2 separate regions of the Sus scrofa genome follow, and region 2 is linked to region 1. The links are chromatin contacts, called in public HiChIP or PLAC-seq maps. All regions are on one chromosome and are shown on one strand. The core of a region is the stretch at or near the end of the contact, and the rest is flanking DNA. Distances in the headings are between cores, read along the strand shown.

Region 1 (6,624 bases), core at 2,316-4,815:
TGCTTCTGCCTCAGGGCCTTTGTGCTGGTTTTTCCCTCTGCCTGGAATCCTCTTTGTCCCGAGAGCCCATGGGTCCGTCTCTAACCTTCCAGTCTTTGCTCAAAATCACCTTCTCAGAGAGATCTCCCCTGGCCGCTCCATTTAAAATTACAACACTTCTTCCCATCCTGATGCCTTTTTTCTTTCTTTGTTTTTGGTAGCCCTTATTATCTCTGAATAATACTATATTATATATACTTATTTGTTGTTTATGCTCTCTCTCTCCCACTAGAATGTAATTCCACAGAGATAAGGATCTTTGTGCCTTGTTTGCTGATATAATCCAAACATCTCTTAGGATTATTCTAGACACATCCTGAGGTGTGTCCTAATGGCTCCCCTCTACCTGGAGGGGCCTGTCATGGTCAGGAGCTACTATATTGGGTGAATTCCTTCCCAGAAATCTTCATAGACCCTCTGGGGCCTCCAGGACTTCTACCTCCCAGGCCAGCACTTACTCCATCTTCTTGAAGAGTGATAAATGGAACTGTTTTAATAATACAGTTACATTTTTAGGTCCTGTTTCGCAGGCTCACAGGGTACATCATGGACCATCATGCTCCAGTTCAAATAGCAGGGGCTGTATCTGTATCTAGTTTCCAAGAATCTTATCAGAACAGGAAGTAATCTTAGGTTACTGTCCTAACCCTGCCAAGTACCTGCATCCCTGTCCATCCCATAGCTCTATCTCTCAAACCATTTCCCTTTGAACATAATGGTACAAATTTATGCCTGCTGGATCTTTTCTTTTATGGTATCTTTTTGACCTTGTCTCAGGTTTATTAGTCTGTAATTTCAGGCTGGGCCCCAGGGGTATTTCTGAAATATAATTGTGTGTTTTGTGTGTGGGTGGGTTGCAGGCATGGTCTGTGGCTTTGAATCTGAAGATTAAAGGGTAATCATAATAACTGATAATTAGCAATTTGGATGAGTAGAATAACATTTTATTGATTAAAATAATGACACTAGTCATCCTTTTTTGACTGCTTGGTTTTTGCCAGCCACTAAATTAACTGAGGTAGGGAATATTGAAACAGGAAAAAACTGATCACACGAAGTCAGTGATGGGGCCATGATTCAAACCCAGGCAGACTGACTCAAGGGTCCACTCTATTCTTTGCAGACAGTTACTGTCTTCTCATATTCTCTCCTCCTCCATTGCTCTTATTTCTCTTCAGTCTTGGCTCCCAACACTTTGCTGCCTCAGCTCACCTGGTGGCTGAGACTTCCTACTGAACCCACTTCCTTGGTGCATCCCCAATTTCTTTTCTTCTTTTTCTTTTTTCTTTTTATGGCCACAACTGCAGGATATGGAAGTTCCCAGGCTAGGGAACCACAGCCATGGCAACCCTGGATCCAAGCCACATCTGCGACTTACGCCACAGCTTGCAGCAATGCTGGATCCTTAACCTGACGCACAAGGCCAGGGATCAAACCCACATCCTCACAAACACTGTGTTGGGTTCTTGACCTGCTGAGCACAAAGGAAACTCCAAAGCATCCCCAGTTTCTAATGCATCCTGCCCAGTCCTCTGCGGACTGGATCTAACTCGTTTGCTCGCTGATTACAGCCCAGCAGTGTGTACAACAACATCACAGGAACCTCTGCTCTAGGGGAAAGGCCATACCCTGAAGACAAATAGGAAAAGACTCTCCCATTCTAGCCCTTCCCGCCCCCCATTTCGCACACTTCCTCCCTTGACATTTCCCCTTGAGCCAGGCGGAGCGGCGATCTCTAGAGGCTTCCCTGAGAGCATGCTCCTCACCTGGAATAAGCTATTCTCGTCAGCTCACATCCTATATTTTCCAGGATACCTCTTGTACAAGGCAGAGTTCTCAGGTTGCCAGCAACAGGACTGACCCTAAAGACACCTTATTGGAATGAAAAGGAAAGGTCCCAGAATTTACAGAATCTGACCCAAAATAGGCCCCAGGAAGAGGAAGAGTTAGGGTGCCTGAGGAGTCTAGATAGCAGGAGTTAATGGGCAGTTCCTTCAAGGGAGGACAGATTTTCTCCCCGTCTGTTCCTGTGCTCAAGGTCCAAATTCTTGGAGGAAAGAGTGTGGGTAGCCTGGTTTGGGTCACTTGGTCACGCATACTCCTTGGCCACAGCACTTTAATGGACATCCTCTCCCAGACTCTCTACCATGGGTTGGGACAGTTTCCCACAGGTAATCAAGGTGCTCCATCAAAAAGGAGGAGAAGGGGGATGGAGAGCAGACTAGACACTAGACCACAGCACACACACCCTGGCCCCTCCCTTCCTTCTGACCTTAGACCAATATTGCTGTCTTGCTCCACAGTGGCCTCTCACCCATTAGCCATGCCTCAGGTGGTTATTTAAATTGTGTGCTGTAGAATCATGGTCATAGCCATCACTGGGCCTTACATTGTGGCTGTCGCCCTCCTGAGGGGGAAATTTCCTCTCTTAATCCTCTTGTTTCTTCCTCAGGACTATGTTTGCATATAGGGCACTGAGCATAATCTTCTTTAATGGTTTTGAGGTTGTGGTCACAGATTCAAGTGTACACAGAAAGAGGCCAGGCAGGAAATGTCGATGGTGACAGACAGTAGGGAGTGTTGGGGACCTGAGGTACACTGGACAGCTGAGCCCTGTGTAGCCAAAATCAGACTTTTGCTTTTTTTTTTTTTTTTTTTTTAAGGCTGCACCTGTGGAAGTTCACAGGCTATGGTCGAAGTGGAGCTACAGCTGCTGGTCTATGCCACAGCCATGGCAACACAGGATTTAAACCACATGTATGACCTAGGCTTCAGCTTAAGGCAACACCAGATCCTTAACCCACTGAGCGAGGCCAGGGATTGAACCTACATCCTCATAGACACTATGTTGAGTTCTTAACCCACTGAGCCACTATGGGAACCCCCCAAAATCAGACTTTTAAAAAGAACAGTGGGAGTCTTCTTGTGGTTCAGTGGATTAAGGATCCAGTGTTGTCACTGCAGTGGCTTCGGTCACTGCTGTGTTGCAGGTTTGATCCCTGGCACAGGAACCTCCACATGCTTTGAGTACAGCAAAAAAAAAAAAAAAAAAAAAAAAAAGACTGTGTGGACCAAACAAACCTCATGTGAGAGCTTTAAGACCAGAGGACCATCAGTCTACGGAACGAACCAATCACTAGGAACAAGCCAGAAATGATGTGTCAACTTTTCACCCTTCACCCTGCAGCGTGGCTCCCCTCAGACCATGTGACGTTCTGCTTAAGTGAAGGAAGGGGAGCGGAGGAGACCCCCACTGGGAAACAGACTGTAAGTTAATATCTTAAAATATTTTCCAGCTCTTTCCACATTTGGCTAGGATAGACCCTTGTCTTGGGCTCAACTACATAAAATGGCTATAGAGGCACAATGCCTGGCTCAGACAAAAGCTGCTTTGACCATTGAGAGAGGAGAGTCTGGATCAGAAGGATCAATTTTGTGATGAATCAGTGAATGATGCTGAGTGGAACTAATCAGGCTTGCATTGTGTCACCCTTTCATGGCTGAGTGATTTGAAACCTGGCCACTCTCCAGAGATTTCTTCATGGCCTCTGTTGGCTTTCTGAGCATGTGTACAAACACACCACATACATATGCACACATAGGGAGGACAAGAGAATGTGGAAAAGTGCACTTGAGGGATAAGAAGCCTCAGAGAGATGCTAGAGGCATCCTGGACAGGACTAGAAACAAAGAGAAATGCAAGACGATGACGACCAGTGGAAGGAATTTAGCTCGATCTGCCTCTCGGGAGTCAAGGAGGTCTCAGGGAAACAGAGCCCCGGGTAACAAATTAACTCCTCAGCAAGGCAAATTCCTGGAGGATTAAAGGATAGGGAGCATTCCTAGCAGCACTTCTAGTGACTGAAGCCATGGGAATAGGAAGGGTAATCAATTAATTTTCCTCTCGGGAGTCTCACTGACATTGTTCCTCAAAGCATTGGGTGGATCTCCAAAGCCATGTTAAGTCAGGCCTGGATTCCCCATCCTATTAGTTAAGGTTATGTTGGTTTCAGGGAAGAGAAATGGACTTTGGCTGACTTGAACAAAAAAGGGGATTACTGGAAAGCCCCTGGAGCTTTTATGAAATCAGAGGGAGGCTGAACCCCATCTCAGGGAGGGAAGACACTGAGCTCCAGCGCTTGGTGGTTGTGACATTGATGTGACTGTTTGAGTGTGTCTGGGCTTTCGGCTCTTTAAGGAAAGTGGGTCTTATGGGCCCTGTGACTTACCTCAGGTTCCGTAGAAGCAGAGGGATACTGGTGCAAATGATTCACTGGGGAGTGCTCAGGAGAAACTTAATAGGCAGGGACATAGGATGGAGCAGGATCTAGAGCTGCAAGTCTAGCCTCAGCCTGATCCCACTGTGGAATCTAAAGAATGCAGGGCACTACAGCTATCCCACCTGACACAAGGGAGCCTGCCTTTTGGACCCCCATATCCATCAGTTATGGACAGTGGCTTGCCTTATGTGGGGGTGGGGCATAATTTCTCAAGCGTTCTGGGAAAAGGCTATTCAAGAGCAGGGGCAGCTGTGAGCTGTTAGCAGCCAGCACTCACAGCAGCTGGTGGAGGTGCACTGCCCAGGCAAGGGGGTCTGGGCAGAGCCCCAAGTGAACCCATGTGCCTGGCATGAGTGAGGTGTCCACCCAAGGGCAATCAATCACTTGAGAGAGAGAAGAGGTGGAACTTTGAGATCTTGGCATGCAGGGGCTGCTTCCAGAGGAAAGCAAACAGAAGGGTGAAGGACAGCTCTGCCAAAGGGTGTCCATTTAAATCATTTCCACTGAGAGTGCCCTTCTGGCCAGTAATTTTTTACAATATTATTTTTCATATTTTTTCCATGGTGGTTTATCATAGGATATTGAATATTGTTGCTTGTGCTATACAGTAGGACTTCATTGTTTATCTATTCAATATATAATAGTTTACATCTGCTAATCCCAAATTCCCATTTAGTCCTCATCCCTCCCTCATGGCAACCACAGGTCTATTCTCTATATTTTTTGTGAGTCTGTTTCTCTTTCATAGATAAGTTGTGTCCTTTTTTTTTTTTTTTTTTTTTTTTCTTTTTTGGCTGCCCTGGGCCAGGGATCAGATCCAAGTTGCAGTTTCGACCTAAGCTACAGCTGCAGCAATGTTGGATCTTTAACCCACCGTGCCAGGCAGGGGATTGAACCTGTGTCCCAGCGTTCCCAAGACACCACTGATCCTGTTGCACCACAGCAGGAACTCCATCTGTGTCCTATTTTAGATTCCACGTATAAGTGATAAATGGCATTTGTCTTTCTCTTTCTGACTGATTTTGCTTAGTATGAGAATCCTAGGTCCATGCATGTGGCAGCAAATAGATCCTTTTTTATCTGGCTGGTAAATGATATTACTTACCTAACCTCTGTGTGTGTGTGTTTGAATTTGTGACCCCAGATCTAAACCCCTTAATGAAGATTTAGGTGTCTAGGTATTACCCAGAAGTGGACTCTATAGGTATTAGGTATGAATGTGTTCTGCTTTAGTAGACATTGCCAAAGAGCTCCCCAGAATTTTTTTTTCCTTTTTATTAGCGAGGTTACCCACTCCTTTTCAGGTCTCAAACTTTGTGTGTGTGTGTCTGTCTGTCTGCCTGTGTATATACTCTTTTACTTCTTTTTACAGTTGCACCTGCAGTATATGGAAGTTCCCAGGCTAGGGGTCAAAATGGAGCTGCAGCTGAGGCCATAGCAACAGCAAATCTGAGTCACATGTGTGACGTATGCCACAGCTTGCGACATCACCATATCCTTGACCCACTAAGTGAGGCCAGGGATCAAACTCACATCCTCACAGAGGCAACGTCCGGTACTTAACCCACTGAGCCACAACAGGAACTCCTGGTTATGTATTTGATACTGCTTTTAATGACATATGAAAGTTGTAGTTGCCCACATCCTTACCTGCACTTGATATTGTCTTTTTCATTTTAGCTTTTCTAGTAGTCATATAATGTTCTCTCATAGTGGTTTTATTTATTTTTTTAATTTTATTTTATTTTTTGTCTTTTTTTTAGGGCCCCACCCACGGCATATGGAGGTTCCCAGACTAGGGGTCGAATAGGAGCTATAGCTGCCAGCCTACACCGCAGTCATAGCCATGCCAGATCCAAGCTGTGTCTGTGACCTATACCACAGCTCATGGCAATACCGGATCCTTAACCCACTGAGCGAGGCCAAGGATCAAACCTGGGTCCTCATGGATGCTAGTCAGATTCTTTTCTGCGGAGCCACGATGGGAATTCCTCTCATAGCGGTTTTAATTTGTGTCTCTCTGATGACTAATGAAGTCAAGCACTGTTTCATATGTCTGTTTCTTATTGACTTATGGGGGCTCTTTATATATTATGTCTATGGCTCTTTATATATTATGTTTATATATTATGTCTATTAGTCCTTTGTCAGATTTACATCTAACAAATCATATACAGCACCTGGTTATTTACAGTCATAATGACGCCTTATAGTTGAGTAGCATTTGATAGTTCCCAAAATTATATTTCCATATACTATCTCTTAAGATCCTCACAACAACCCTGGAGGTAGAGAGACAAGGTAT
Region 2 (6,703 bases), core at 3,267-5,766, 93 kb after region 1:
TATCCTTTTCCTTTCTCCTTTTCTCTTTCCCATCTCTACTTCCTACATTGAACCATTTCACTTCTTTAACCAGCCTTTCAATCAGTGGAGTAGGAGGAAAAGAAAAAACATTTCAGCTGTTAAAAATTGTTACCTAAAACACAGAACTGGGACAGTTGTAATCACCTAGTCTTTCTGTAGTAGTAAAACTTTTTTAAAATTTATAAACATAATATTAGCTTAAGGAAAGTACAAAGTCCACTGACCCTTTCCTCCTATATCCATTCCTCAAATGCAACCTCTGTTCTTATATATCCTTTCTGAGATATTATATATGTATATGTATTTATATTTATATACACAATGTCCTTTATTAAATGATTCACATATATATTCCTCCTCACATTATTTCTTTACTCAAAATATGTTTTCAGGTCAGTATGTAAAGATTTACTTTATTCTGTTTATGACATTTAGAAGATTTTAAAAAGTAAACCATGCCCCTTACTATTTCCACTGAATGCCTCTTGGAGATAGTTTTAGGTTAGCACCTTTTTTTTTGAAGGCAATGTATCATTCCATTAGTGCCTGGGCAATACCTTTGAAAAATTGCTGCCGTTTTGATGGACATTTAGGTTGTCAGATTTTTGCTACTATAGACATTTGTACAGTGAACATGTTTATACGGGTATATTTTTGTGTACTTATATGTAGATCTATCTACATGGTAAATTGCTAATCATGAAATAATCAGAATCAATAAGTACAAATATTTAAATTATGATATATATTGCCATCTTACCCACCAAAAAGACTGCACTAATTAACATTTTCAATAGCAAATAATGACCTTGGAACTACCTTGTTCTCAGCAATGTCAAAACTGGAGAAATTTTTAAGCAGTTTCTTAACAGTCAAATGCAGGTTACTTTGTGGAGTAGAATAGATGAGTTATATGAACTTTATTTTACATATATGTTTGGCTCAGTTTTGCCATTTCCAAGTAGCACTTATCAAGAATTCCACTCTTAGAGTTAACAAAAAAGTTATTTACGGGGATGTTTAAGGAGATAAAAAGTTTTTCACATAAGGAGGGAGTTTACTTTTAACCTACCTGGTAATAAAATTTCACTTGGCAATTTTTGGGCTTAGCATTTTTAATGTCCCAACTATGATAGTCCCTTGCAAGCAAAATTATGGTAATATTTTCAATCAAGTGTAGAATCCTGTCCTTGTATGCTGGCTAAATGCTATTTCATTTGCAAGTTGGGCTGAGTTATTATCCCAGTGATGCCAGAATGGTTTCTTAGTGATGTCAGAATGGAAGTAACCTACACATACTGAAGGTATCTTCCACTGCTGGTGATGTTAGAAATATCTCCACCTTTTGCCTAGGAATGAATAAAGGAAAATAAGAACCATCCTTTCAGTGTCCTTGCTGGTAGGAAATTCTATCTTTGACTTATATTATTTCACTTAAGAAGGTTATTTTATTTTCTCTCCCAAACTAAAACATTAAGTGTATTTGTTGACCCCTGATAGGATCCCAAAGGGCCTAGAGGTCCCTAGCTGGTTTTCACTAACAGAGTAACCCCACCCCTTTTCTTTAATTTAACTTAAATAAAAGATAAAGTACAGTTTTACTTTTTGTGCTTTTTGGAAATATCTTTTGATTATTTTAATGATCATTCATCATACCTTGAAGCAGCTTTTTGGTTTAATGTTGTGCGATAGGTCATGCTAGTTATAATGCTCATAGTATTTGCCTGCCTTCCAAAGCCTTACGTCATGTGCTTATAGTCAGGTAAGACCTGTAATGAAATTGCATCTTTTTCATTATATGCTTTTAATATCTGTAGTTTATCGACGATGACACTGCAAGCATTGCCTCTTCTGGTCGTGCCAGCCATGGGCAAAAGGAGAGTGTGGTGAGCGTAGTTTGCATGCAAACACATACAATAAGTTTTAAAATTGCAGCACTTTGAGATCACATGAAATCTATTGGAAAATGAAATTTGCACTTGATGTAATGAGCATTTGCTTCAAATTCAGTTTATATGAATAATGTGCCTTCAGGAATGTATTCTTGAGAATACATTTTCTCCGTCGGCTATGTAACCTATCCTAATGACACTTCTTATATGCTAGTCATTGCGTACTTGAAAGATTCTCACTTTTTATTCTTTTTTGCTGTTTTATGCAGTGTTTTATGTTGCTGTATTTGTATAATCCATCAAAACCAAAACATTTTTAAAGCAATATTAGTGCTTCCACATTGTTTAAACTCATTACTATGGATTAGAAATCATGCTATTAGTTGCTCTTTCGACATGTATTTAAATTTATGTTTATGCGTCTTTAAGGCCTGTGTATTTTTGAGTTACTAATGGCAAAATTAAGAAATTCTGCCTTTAGGAGTCAACTAGAGTTTCATTGTAGAGGTAACAAAATAGCTATTAGAATACAAATTATGTAACTTCAGGTTATTCTTTCAATGAAGCAAGAAATTTTAAAGAGAGCTGACGACATTTTTGCTATACTTAAGAATGGATTAGAAAATTATATTGGTGAGGATGATGTATCAGCTTAGAGCAAAAAGGAAAAAAAAAAAAGAGAGAACCTAGTGACTAAGAGGCTATATTATAATTCCTTTAAGAAAATCGAAGGCCATTTAATGAGTCATGTTTTGTAAAAGATTGTAAATCCAAAGTTTTCATAGAATAGGGGAAATACAAAAGCTTGTAAGCTTTGTTTCCAGAAATTTAGTCATCTAGTTAAGATAGTTGTGGTCCATTGGCAAGTTAATTAATGCTCATACACTAGCTGAAGGAGAAAGAACAGTCCATGACATCTGAAAGCACCCCAGAATGAGATGGAGTGCAAAGGGCAGCGACTCTGAAATAATGATGCTTGGCCTTAACCCATCTCTCCAACCTTTTAGTTGTGTTAAAAGAATTTTTTTTTTAATTTATACAATAGGCATGTAATGACTATCTTCATATAGAAAATAGCTATAAAAGTTCTGAGCCAGTGGCTACCATTATATTATTCTATGTAAGTCTTAAGTCATATTTATTATTGTTCTTGTGAACAAGAATACTGTTGCTTAATTGTTTGTTTGCTTTTTAGGGCCACACCTGCATATTTGAAAGTTCCCAGGCTAGGATTTGAATCAGAGCTGCAACTGCCAGCCTACACCACAGCCACAGCAATGCAGGATTCGAGCCATGTCTGTGACCTACACTACAGCTCATGGCAATGCCAGATTTTTAACCCACTGAGCGAGGCCAGGGATTGAACCCGCATCCTCATGGATACTGGTCAGATTCATTTCCACTGAGCCGCAGTGGGAACTCCCTATTGTTGCTTAATTGTATTACCTCTTAGCAAAACTTAATATTGGTAAGCCTTGAAGAAGGCATCTTCGTGGATGGGCTTCCAGATTCCTTTCAGGAAGAGCAGAGTTTGTAAGCAAGGTAATCAGACAGAGCTGAGATAAGAAATAGCTGATGAATGAAGTAAAAAAAAAAAGTTCATTGTTTATTTATTATTCAACACATATTTGAATTTATAACTACCTGCTATATGTGAGGCACTGTGTTAAGTGCTGGGAATAATGTGGTAAGCCACACAGGCCAGATTTCTGATATCATGGAGCTTATGTATCTTAGTGAAGGAAATAGAACATAAACTAGTAAAGAAAGGGACAAAAAGAAAAGGTAAACCCAGGGTCTTGAAGAGAAAAAGTAAGTGAAATGACAGAGGACATTGAGGGTGTGTGTGTGTGTGTCCGTCCCCGTCCGTCCTTTTGGATGAGGTTTCTCTGAAGGAGGTGACCTTTGAGCTGAAAGTCAAATGTGAGGAGCCAGCTGTTTGAGGAAGAGCTGGGCAGAGAGCGTCCTAGGCCAGAGGTAGGAAGAGACTGGGTACAAAGTTTGGGGAACCATAAAGAGGCCAGTGTGGTTCTCTTGTTGTTTTGTTCTGCAGTTCTCCATCTTGAAGAATATGAAAAAGAGGGAACTGTGGAAATTGGGTGAAAGGCACAGTGAATACTCTGCAAATAGTTCTACAGTCACTGATTAATGGAGTCAATAGCTATAATGCACTATAAATTTGTAAAATATAGTAGAATCTTAGGTGAATGCTACCCTAGAATCCCTCTGGTGAGGGTGATGCTGGTCTTCAGGCAGCAGATGGATGATCTGTATAGCAAAGAGAAAACTACGATGAAGAAGAGCTTATTTTAGGGAGCTGTGGTATCATTTCGAATACCACATTACATTTCTGTCTTTCTTTCTGGAGCAGGTAAACTATAACAGTTTCCTCATTTCCTTTCATTCTTTATCACGCACCCAAAAGCGGAACAGTTTGCCCCCATATGCTAAAGTTCTTATCTTTTTCTTCTCTCTTTCCTTAACTTTTAAAACATCTCATTTTTTTTTTTTTTTTTTTCTGGCTAAAAGGTCTCTGCTGCTGATTATTTCAGTCGATCCAATCGTAGGGGGAGCATTGTCTCCGACGTGGATGATGTCAGCATCCCAGATGTGACCAGTGTGAGTGCATCGCATGGGGACTCATTGTCCCAGGCGTGTGACTAACAGCTAACACAGTAGCTATTTTAAAATTTGGAACTTTGAGTTCCCATTGTGGTGCAGCAGAAATAAATCTAACTAATATCCATGAGGATGCAGGTTCAATCCCTGGCCTCACTCAGTGGATTGGGGATCCAGTGTTGTCGTGAGCTGTGGTGTAGTTTGCAGATGTAGCTTGGATCCCTTGTTACTATGGCTGTGGCTTACGCTGGCAGCTGTAGCTCCAATTGGACCCCTAGTCTGGGAACTTCCATGTGCCACGAGTGCAGCCCTAAAAAAGACAAAAAAACAAAAACAAAAAAACCCTTAAAAAATAGTTATTTGTTTTGAAATGTGTATATTGCTATGTTCTGATTTTTAAAATCGGATACAACATTACATTTGTGGTATCACATCTGTCTTTCTTTTTGTTTGTGTCTGCAGAAATTTTACTCCATAGAACCCATTAGCAGCTCCAACAATGATCCATATTTTGCCAGTTTTGTTTCAGCTGTTTCTTTACCCTTTCCTCTTTTTTTTCTGAATTATTTTAAAGTAAATCCCATACATCATGCCATTTCCCAGTAAAAGGTTCAGTACTGAGCACATTTCTAGTTGAGAACTTTATTTACTGTGCCATCATCATATCTAATAAAATGAAAATTAAGTCTTTAAAATCATCTAGTTCCTAGCTCATATTTAGATATTCCTCATCAGTGTTAAAATTTCCTTCCCTTTTCATTTTGGTGAATCCATAAATTTTTAGATAAACTTTGGGGAAGATTGAACAGTAAAATATACTACTTATTAAAATGTCACTAATTCATAGTAACTGGGAAGACTCTGTATGAATTTTGAATATTTGAATTATGGCATTGTTTTAAAGAAATGCCTATCCATTGCTTTTACATTCTTTGGGAACTGAATTTAGGAAAGAGTGTCCAGTAGAAATGCCTTGAGGCATTTACCTTAGTGAACGAACCCTGACCAGCAGGAATCTACCTTCCTGATTTATCTGACAGCCTGATTTCCTGTCTGTAACACCTTCTTTCTATTGCTGACATTAGTATTGTTTTGCTCTTGGACCAAGACTGTCCTAATTATCAAGTGCTTTGAATCACATGAAGCAGGGTTTCTTAAAAAGCTAGGCAGTTTTGTAATGAAGAGATAATGATTTATATTTAGCACATCACCGAGTGTATTAAATAGCTATTTCTGAATGATTAATCCTAGAAAACAATTTTAAGTGTGGTCCTTAAGTATTCCAGATTGTTGACTCTCAAAGCTGGCTAAACAACAGTCCCATCTTGGACTAGTTGGATGGTCAGATCAAGGAATCTCCCTGTACACAAAGTTAGAAGACTGGCTCCCAGGTCCTTCACCTGAAGTAATTGCCCATTTTATTAATTTGCTTAGTAACCTGTTTTTTCATAAATATAAACAGTTTAATTTCTTGTGTACACCTTTTATCTTAAAAACTTTGAATTCTTTTAACATCTCATGTGATGTCTGAATGATTGGTTATGTTGTCCTTATGTTTATTTCTTGGCAATTTATTTTAGTAACTACACAGAAGTGAAAAGATTGCCAGTATTTTTTTTTTTTTTTTTTTTTTTGTCTTTTTGCTATTTCTTGGGCCGCTCCCACAGCATATGGAGTTTCCCAGGCTAGGGGTCTAATCGGAGCTGTAGCTGCCAGCCTATGCCAGAGCCACAGCAACTCGGGATCCGAGCCGCGTCTGCAACCTACACCATAGCTCACGGCAACGCCGGATCGTTAACCCAGTGAGCAAGGGCAGGGATCAAACCCACAACCTCATGGTTCCTAGTCGGATTCGTTAACCACTGCGCCACGACGGGAACTCCAGATTGCCAGTATTTTAAGTCTTCCACTGCCTCTACTAACTAAGTAAAAATTCTTTTCTTTTCATGTATATTTCGATTTATCTACATATTTTAATAAAGGTTATATATTTTAGGAGTTCCTGTCTGGCTCAGCAGAAACAAATCTGACTAGTATCGATGAGGACACAGGTTCGATCCCTGGCCTCGCTCAGTGGGTTAAGGAGCCAGTGTTGCCATGAGCTGTGGTGCAGCTCAGATCTGGCATTGCTGTTGCTGTGGCTGTGGCATAGGCCAGCAGCTATGGCTCCA

The links. HiChIP or PLAC-seq counts read pairs in DNA pulled down with a chosen protein or histone mark.
Region 2: a contact with region 1 is called in an H3K27ac HiChIP or PLAC-seq map of alveolar macrophages. The contact joins two enhancer-like sites. A contact is called at or near these places in 1 of 47 Hi-C or Micro-C datasets (liver) and 1 of 2 datasets of contacts at active chromatin or transcription factors (alveolar macrophages).

The regions. Positions count from the first base shown.
Region 1 is chr13:21,647,071-21,653,694 of Sscrofa11.1, forward strand. It overlaps LOC100737115. Among named protein-coding and RNA genes, the nearest start is that of LRRFIP2, 17 kb to the right of the region's middle. Within about 2 kb of position 3,566, at least 18 of the 83 cell types and tissues checked have an H3K27ac peak or open chromatin away from gene starts, as enhancers often do. A contact at or near this core is called in alveolar macrophages, where this site is marked.
Region 2 is chr13:21,738,870-21,745,572 of Sscrofa11.1, forward strand. It overlaps LRRFIP2 (leucine-rich repeat flightless-interacting protein 2), which reads left to right. Exons shown (of 29, transcript XM_021071626.1): 15 at 1,839-1,907; 16 at 4,443-4,532. Among named protein-coding and RNA genes, the nearest start is that of LRRFIP2, 75 kb to the left of the region's middle. Within about 2 kb of position 4,517, at least 6 of the 83 cell types and tissues checked have an H3K27ac peak or open chromatin away from gene starts, as enhancers often do. A contact at or near this core is called in alveolar macrophages, where this site is marked.